3 separate regions of the Sus scrofa genome follow, and regions 1 and 2 are each linked to region 3. The links are chromatin contacts, called in public Hi-C maps. All regions are on one chromosome and are shown on one strand. The core of a region is the stretch at or near the end of the contact, and the rest is flanking DNA. Distances in the headings are between cores, read along the strand shown.

Evidence for each region. Hi-C and Micro-C count contacts between places; a contact is called where the count stands out from the background.
Region 1: a contact with region 3 is called in a Hi-C map of subcutaneous adipose tissue, with 2.0 times the contacts expected there. The contact joins the enhancer-like site here to the promoter of NUBP1 in region 3. A contact is called at or near these places in 4 of 47 Hi-C or Micro-C datasets (embryonic fibroblasts, heart right ventricle, retroperitoneal adipose tissue and 1 more).
Region 2: a contact with region 3 is called in a Hi-C map of retroperitoneal adipose tissue, with 2.3 times the contacts expected there. The contact joins the promoter of RMI2 here to the promoter of NUBP1 in region 3. A contact is called at or near these places in 3 of 47 Hi-C or Micro-C datasets (embryonic fibroblasts, heart right ventricle and retroperitoneal adipose tissue) and 1 of 2 datasets of contacts at active chromatin or transcription factors (alveolar macrophages).

Annotation. Positions count from the first base shown.
Region 1 is chr3:31,795,205-31,797,904 of Sscrofa11.1, reverse strand. No RefSeq gene overlaps it. Among named protein-coding and RNA genes, the nearest start is that of RMI2, 18 kb to the left of the region's middle. Within about 2 kb of position 1,299, at least 9 of the 83 cell types and tissues checked have an H3K27ac peak or open chromatin away from gene starts, as enhancers often do. A contact at or near this core is called in subcutaneous adipose tissue, where this site is marked.
Region 2 is chr3:31,813,523-31,816,222 of Sscrofa11.1, reverse strand. It overlaps RMI2 (recQ-mediated genome instability protein 2), which reads left to right and starts at 1,354. Exons shown (of 2, transcript XM_003124595.4): 1 at 1,354-1,693. The coding sequence starts at 1,390.
Region 3 is chr3:32,330,451-32,333,150 of Sscrofa11.1, reverse strand. It overlaps NUBP1 (nucleotide binding protein 1), which reads left to right and starts at 1,349. Exons shown (of 11, transcript NM_001243382.1): 1 at 1,349-1,404; 2 at 1,489-1,593. The coding sequence starts at 1,386.

The DNA.
Region 1 (2,700 bases), core at 50-2,549, 540 kb after region 3:
GCCACTTAGAGTAACACTGTAAGGACAGAGTGGGTCCTGTGCCTTCCGGGAGTTTTTAGCCCCAAACGCTTATAACACAGGCCCCAGTCGTTTGGCCCCGGCCCCTCTCCTTACTCTTGATGCCACAGTTGTGAGACCCTTTCTTGCCCAGTCGGGCTGCCAACCTGAGGGTAGCCTCGGGCAGGTTACTGAGCTGTTTAAGGCTCCATGAGGAAGTGGCAGTGATTCTAGTTCGAGGGATGGGTCTTCCTGGAAGGGGCTCCATGGCTGGTCAGCTCCTTGTTTTATGGAAACTCTGACCTGTTTGAGTCACCTGAGAACCTTCGTCAAATGGCTCTGAAGCTACGTAATTTGGGGGGCCCAGTATAAAATGGAAATGCAGGGCCCCTCAGTCAAAAGTTAAGGTTCAAGATGGTGACAGCACCAGGAAAGTGGGGGAGTGCTTCGGAGGGCAGGGCCTTGGCGGATACTTGGCTCACCCATGAAGCTGGCCCTGGGCCGGGGTGAGCGCACAAAGCAGCCAGCTGGTCCGTAGCACGTGCATGACTTTGGTCTGCTCCCCTCTGGATGAGCTGACTTACCTCTTTTCTAGACTGTTGGCTGGGGAGAAGCCCCCGCGCTGAGCAGAGCCGAGAGAGGGCCGAGTGTGACATGGCAGTGACAAAGAAGGGGCGGGTTTCCAGGCAGCATCTTTGCTCTAGAACACGAAGTCCCTGAGCATGGCCGCCTGGACTGCTCCTCTGTCACAGGGTTCAAAGTAAAACCAGACAACGATGCGTTACAGCCTTCACTCCCCAAGTCAATATTTTCCCAAAGCTCCCCCCGCCCCAATTCATCCTACCTGTGATTTGGGATCACACATCTTTCGTTACTGCCATGGGGGAACATGGACCAAATGGTTGAACTTCAAAAGCAAATCCAGTATTGTCATGGCCAGGGAAGGCTAAACTAAAGCATGGTAAAGGACTTGTTTCCTGGGTCTTTGGTCCTCGGCCCGGGGCATTCCTGCTGATGACTTGCCCATGGCCAACCTTTGTGAACACCTAAACTTTTCCCGTCTTCAGTGAGATTTCAAAATAAACTTAAATTGGCTGGAAAAGGACAGTCCGACTGGAGAGTAATTTTTTAGCCCAAGAGAATGGGCCAGAGGTTGCTAAGGCAACTATTGTTTGCAAAAGTTGGCTTATATAAATTATTGGCAAAAAAAGAAAAGCAGCGCCATTTTATTCTCTCTCTGGTAAACAGGAAGGGAAGGCTGTTACTGGGTAAAGTGAGTCATGGTGTGTGGGAGGCTCACATCCAATGGGGGCTGAGGGATTCTTCTCTCTCTGTAGTTGGGGCCCTGTTCTCATTTACCTGCCAGGCTTAAAAGTCAGACAAAGGCCTTTTATCTGGTTGGGTAGGAGCAGACAAAAGATTTTCTTGGTGAGTGCACAGGAGAAGAAGTCTGCAGAAACCGAAAGAAATTTCCTTTTCTTTCTTTTGGAAAAAAAGCCTTTGTTTCTATGATGAAATCAAAATATCATTTGCGGTGCTTTCCTTCACCTACTAGTCTTTCTTAAAGAACTGAGATATAATTTCCATAACATAAAACTCATCAAATTGTGCCATTCAGTGGGATTGTGTGTGTGTGTGTGTGTGTGTGTGTGTGTGTGTATTCACAAGCATGAGCAACCATCATACTAATTCCAGAACCTTTTCCTCAGTCCTAAAAAGAAACTCCCTACCCATGAGTATCCCCCCGCCACCGCCCCAATCCTCCCATCCCCCTGATGTCCTGACAACCACGAATCTACTTTCGGTCTCTATGGTTTTATCTACTCTGGACGTTTCATATGTATGGTATCATGGAATTTTGTGTCTGGCTTCTGTTAACCTAAATCAAATTTAAAAAACCCCAGCCAATTATTTTACCAGTAAAATAGCTTTATTCAGGAACAGCAAAGAGTTAGAATTCAGGACATGCAACATATGGCCAACCATGGTCAAGTGTAGAGAACACAAGAAAGGCACATTCTTTTGTAGATGAGAAAGGGGAGCTGAGAGGAGTTGTTACAAACAGAGAGTTCATTGGAGGAAACTGGGAGTTTGAAGTGTAGTGGCTTTTCATTGGTTGAATTGTGACAGTCTCTCATTAGCTGAGCTGTTGCTAGGTGAGGAGAAAATCTTCCTCTTTCAGAGGTAGTAAAGTTTAGCATGGAGATACAGGGTACATCTCTTCCTATTGGGTCAGGAATTGACATTGAGTAGCAGGATGTAAGAACTCCCTCTTCTGGTCTCCTGACACCATTTTTTAAATGAGGTTTCTGTTTGTTTTCACACTTCTTTCACTCAACCTAATATTTTCATGGTCCATCTGTTTTGTAGCACGTGTCAGTGCTTCATATCTTTTGATGACAGAATTATACTCCATTTCATGGAAAGACAATAATTTGTTCTTTCGTGATTCAATCAGTGGGCATTTGGTTGTTTCTAGTTTTTGGAAAGAGGGACTTCCTAACAACAAAACTGCAGGATTCCCAGAGCTGGACCTGGACCTGGCTCCTAGGAAACAGAAACAATTATCTGGAAGTTAGAAAAAAAAATAGTACAGAATTTAGTATTTCATTTTTTTTCTTTTTCTTCTTTTTTCTTTTTCTTTTTCTTTTTTGGCCTCACTGTGGTATCTGGAATTTTCTGACCCAGGGATCAAATCCAACC
Region 2 (2,700 bases), core at 105-2,604, 520 kb after region 3:
ACCTGGAATGCTCACATTCCAGATGCTGGGATTACACCTTCAGGTTATAAGCTGGGCACTGATGTGTTCAGACGTGTGTTTTGGAAAGTTCACTCTGCCAGCAACACATCATGGAGTTGGAGGATCTGAAGGCCAAGAGAATGGTGGGAAATTCCCAGGCCTTTACTCCAGCTCCCTTCCCCATCGCTTTCCTGACCTTCAGAGGCCTTAGAGAAGGCCAGTGATGACCCACCAGGCTTGAAGGGGTGGGATTCTCTCTTGGTTAAAACCCTTGCTTCTTTTCAAGTTAGGAGCCTGGTTACCTTAAACTTAGGGCTGAGATATAGAGGCCAGGACCCCACAGAGGCTACTGCCAGAGGGACTGGCAAGCCACCAGCTTCTGTGAGCCTGTTTCCCCACCTTTGTAGAACAGTCCTTATAGGGTGTGTTGAGGGGGGTACATGGGTTTCTCATGACAAAGCTCTTAGGACAGAGCCGAGCTTAATTATGTCTTGGCTGTTTTAAAAACTGAGCTCTTACTGAATACTCTCTGTAAATCTGGTATTGCTAGAGGCCTAGGGAGGACAGTCTCCTGACAACTGGTCTTGATTTAAAAGATTGCTTGGTTTAGGTTGTGGATTTTGCTGATTGGGACCATGCAATTTTTTAGGAAGTAATTTTGAAACATGTGCAGAAAGATTTAGCTGTAAAAATCACTAAATCCTATTAGTGATTTATAAAGTGAAAAATTGGAAATAGCCTAATGTCCACCTATAGAATACTGATTGGTTAGATATTCTAGGGACAAATAGAACCTCATGCAGACAAGCAGATGATGAGACAAACAGAATCTTATGCAGTCAGTCAAGAGGAAGCAGAGAGATAGTTGCTGATATGGGAAGATGTTTATTATTAAGTAAAAGCACTATACAAAACAATATTTGTGTATAAAAATATAAATAAACATATATATTTAAAAACTCATACAGCCTTATCTCTCAACTCAATTCTCGATTCCTCTCAATAAACATGCCTCATCATGGCAACTATTCATTTCAGTATTTTCTAGTATTTTTTGGCCCCAGAGAACCGCTCTATGCTAGGCGATGTAAAGATGAATACTCACATTCTCCAGGTGACTTGCGTGCATGCCTAATTTTGAGGTGCGTGGAAACAAGGAGTTCTTTACTTCTCCTTCATTCATTTTTTTTCTCTTCTAATTCATTTCATCCATTCGTTCCCGGCTTGGGGGCGTTTATTTACTTTACATACGCATGCGCACTCTGGGGGCCGCGCGGTCTGGTGGCCCCGCCCCTCGGCGCCGCTCATTGGTCGGCCCCGGCTGCGCGCCCCTGATTGGTGGCCGCGGATCAGGCGCTATCAAAGTTGGCGGGAAAGCGGCGGGGCAGAATGGCGGCAGCGGCGTCCACGGACTCGTCTTCCGGCGGCGGCCCTGGGGCCGTGAGGCTGCCGCGGTCGCCGCCGCTCAAGGTGCTGGCGGAGCAGCTGCGGCGCGACGCGGAGGGCGGCCCGGGAGCGTGGCGGCTGTCGCGGGCGGCGGCGGGGCGCGAACCGCTGGAGCTGGCGGCCGTGTGGATGCAGGGCACGGTGGAGACGGCGGGCGGCGGTGAGGCGCGGCTGCGGGACCCGAGCGGGGCCTTCTCGGTGCGCGGCCTGGAACGGGTGCCGCGTGGGCGGCCTTGCCTCGTGCCAGGTAATGGCCGGGTTCGAACCCGCGGATGACCCTCTCGGTTTGTACCGCCCAAGGGCGGGGCCTGGTCTTTACCTCGCTGGTCCCCCGCCTGAATACCCTTCCTTCCTGCTCTTCTCCAGCTAAGCGCCACCCAAGCTGTTCTGATGATAAGCATCACCTGCTGCCCCGTTCAAAGTAAATTACAGGTCTTTCTTGGACGCCACGAGCCCTGCATCTGTGTTTGTAACAACACTCCCCTCCCTAGGGGTGATTCCTCCTCCTCCCACCCCTGTCACATTTTGGAATAATCACAGTGGGGAACTTGTGTTCATCCTTAAGGTCTGGACTCAGAGTGTACCTTGATTAAGGAAGCTCTCCTGAACCCCAGGAATGAGGAGTCCTGTTGTACCCCTCCTTCATGGAGCTGTCTTGAGCCTTAGTTCACTGTTTCCTTTATTTGTTTATTTATTTATCCATCCTTTTTAGGGCTGCCCCTGAGGCATATGGAAGTTCCCAGGCTAGGGGTCTATTGGGAGCTACAGCTGCTGGCCACAGCCACAGCCACGCCGGATCCGAGCTGCGTAGCTCACGGCAACACCGGCACCTTAATCCAGTTAGCAAGGTCGGGGGGATTGAACCTCAACCTCATGGTTCCTAAACCTCAAGATTCCTAGTTGGATTTGTTTCCGCTGAGCCACGACGGGAACTCCCCTGCCGTTTCCTTTTAAACCAGTGGTGCGCAAACTTACCCTGAGGGCTTGTTAAAACCTTTGATGACTGGGCGCCAGCCTCAGAGTTTCAGAGACTGTAGATCTGGGTGGGGCTGAGAATTTGCATTTCTAACCAGCTCCCAGGGCCTATGGGCGCCACTGGCCTGGGGGGTCACACTTTGAGAAATACTGAGCCAGACTACGGCAGGGTGGGGACTGTCTTTCTGACCCCTATTCTCAGCAGGAGGTTGAGCTTCCCGCCCCTGACCCTTTCTGACTGAGCTCCCTGGAGCACTTCGCTTAATCTTTCTGGACCTC
Region 3 (2,700 bases), core at 100-2,599:
TTCCACCCCTGGCCCAGGAACTTCCACAGGTGCAGCCAAAAAATAAAATGAGTTTCTATATCCTTAATGCCTGAGGCAGGAGGACGTTTGTTCACTCTTTAAAATTTGTCCCAAACCTGTAAGCAGTGACACGCCAGTAGTAATGAGCACACTGAGTATCCACATTTTGATTTCTAAACACCATTCTTGGATCCGGTGTTGCCGTGAGCTGTGGTGTAGGTCACAGACACGGCTCAGATCTGGCATTGCTATGGCTCTGGTGCCCTCAGCTTCAGCTCCAATTCGACCTGCAGCCCGGGAACCTCCATGTGCTGGGTGTGCAGCCCTAACAAGACAAAAAATAAACACCATTCTCCAGGAAAAGCAACGAGGGGGTCCTTGGAGCAATAGCTGGAGCAAATAGAAGGGGAACCTGCACAGTCTTACTGTGTTGGAAAGAACAAGCACAAAGATGTTGGATTAGTGTCCGTAACACAGGACCTGGCTTGACTAGGCTTCACGGGCTAAACTGACGGAGGGGAGTAAGAAATTGACCAGAGAGAATAATGTATTAAATATAGAATATTTTAAAGGTCCGTGAGTCTCAAAAAGGGCGGGGAGGAATCTCTTATTTACTGAGGAATGGCAGTTAATTAACTCAGATAATAGATAATGACAGAACTGAGAAAAAGCACAATTTTGCAAACACCTATGTAACCCATCCAGGTAAGAATGATGCTAAAACCATTGAGTGAAAGGTTGATTGAGAACAGGATATTCACATGATCTTAATGGATCACCCCCAGAGAGTCTCTATTAATTACAAATGGAAAACGGTACCATTCCCTGGAGAAAGAGGACACACACCATCTTGATCAAGTGATCAAGCCCTCACATCACCAATAACGACGTCCACTGATTGGCATTATGTGCTTCTGCTGTGATACAAAGGTAAGAACATTCTGCTAAAAACTTTAACCTGAATCTAACGGGGGAGTGGGAGTGGGAGGAGGCGGAGGCGGCGGGCTCTTCAAAAGAAATTGGAGCGAACAAAAGATAAAGTGCGACTTGGGGGTGGAGCCCTATTTGGAACAGCCGAGTAAATGAATAGTGTGCCAACAATTTTGCAGCAATGTCAAATCTCTCGGGTATGAAAATGGCACCGATGTCATGTAGGATAACGCCTTTGTTCCTAGGAGATACCTACTAAAGTGCTTGGGATAGATCTCTGCAGCTCAATTTTAAAAGGAACAGAAACGCCTCAAGCTCCCGACCACAGGATTTGCGGTACACACGCCCTCTCGCTGAGATTTATTTCGCGCAGCTGGAGGATCAGATTGGGCGCCTCGAGGCGGAAATACGCAACGGCAGTTTCCGGTGACCGCAGAGGCGTCCAAAGCAGCAGAATGGAGGAGGTACCGCACGGTGAGCGCGCGGAAGCGGGGGTTGGGGGAGTGGCGGGACTGACAAGACAGGAGCCACTTGAATGGTGATCTTTTCTCCGTGCAGACTGTCCCGGGACCGGCAGTGCCCAGGCGGGTCGAGGGGCTTCATGTCAGGGGTGTCCGAACCAGCGGCTATGCGCTTCTGGAGCTGGTGCCGCGCCGGACCCGGGTAAGCAAGGGCGCGACTTGAACAGGAAGGGGACATCGCTGTCCCGGAAGAGGCGGGGCGTGTGGGTGGGGGTGGTTATGGGTTGGGGACCTGAAGGTTGAGTGACAGGGGCAGGGCCCAGGGAGGCGAAACGAGGAAGCGTCTTCAGAGTAAGGGGCGGGGCTTTAGGAATGAGTGACAGGAGCGAGACCCAGAGGGGCGGGGCACTTTAAAGGCGGGGAACATTGGGCGGATGGCTTCTGATACCTTGTCTGGGTGGAATCCAGAGGGGTTTTAGCAGGGCTGCCGGTGAGGGGTGGGTGGGGCCAGAGGTTTGAGTGACAGTAACTAGAAGTGGTCGGGAGGAGGCGGTCACCCCAAGGAACCGGGAGTGATTGAAGTTGGGTAGTTAGGGCTTAAATCTTAGCTTCACCAGCTGCTCTCTTTGGACAAACTTTTCCTTCTTTTGAGGAGCGATTCTTCCATTAATTCAACAAAAGTACGTGTCAATCACTTGAAGGCGCGGTGCTCCATGCTGGGGAATCAGTTGTGAAAGAGGTAGATGAGATCACTAGGGAAAGTGTGTTTAATAGGGGAGACCCACAGTAACCACATCAGCACAGTAGTAAATACTGCGAAAGAGAAACTGAAGAGTGAGAGCCTACTGAGATCTTAAAAAGCAGGCTAGGGGAAGAATTTTGAAGGAATTCAAAGAGAGACGCGGGTTTGATTCTTGGGACCACTGCACATAGTGTGACTGTGCAACAGTCTTAACCTTTTTGAGCCTCCATTCCCTCATCAAAAATGGAGAAAAAAATAGGAGTTTCTGTCATGGCTCATCGGAAACAAATCCGACTAGTATCCATGAGGACGCTGGTTTGTTCCCTGACCTTGCTCAGTTGGTTGCGGACCTGGCGTTGCCATGAGCTGAGGTGTCTGTCGCAGACATGGCTTGGATCCCGAGTTGATGTGGCTGTGGTGCAGGCTGGCAGCTGCATCTCCAATTCGACCCCTAGCCTGGGAACTTGCATATGTCACGGGTGGGGCCCTAAAAAGGACAAAAAAAAAAAAAGAAAGAAAAAATCAAGCATTGTGTTTAGGATTTGAAATGGGATGAGATAATGAAAG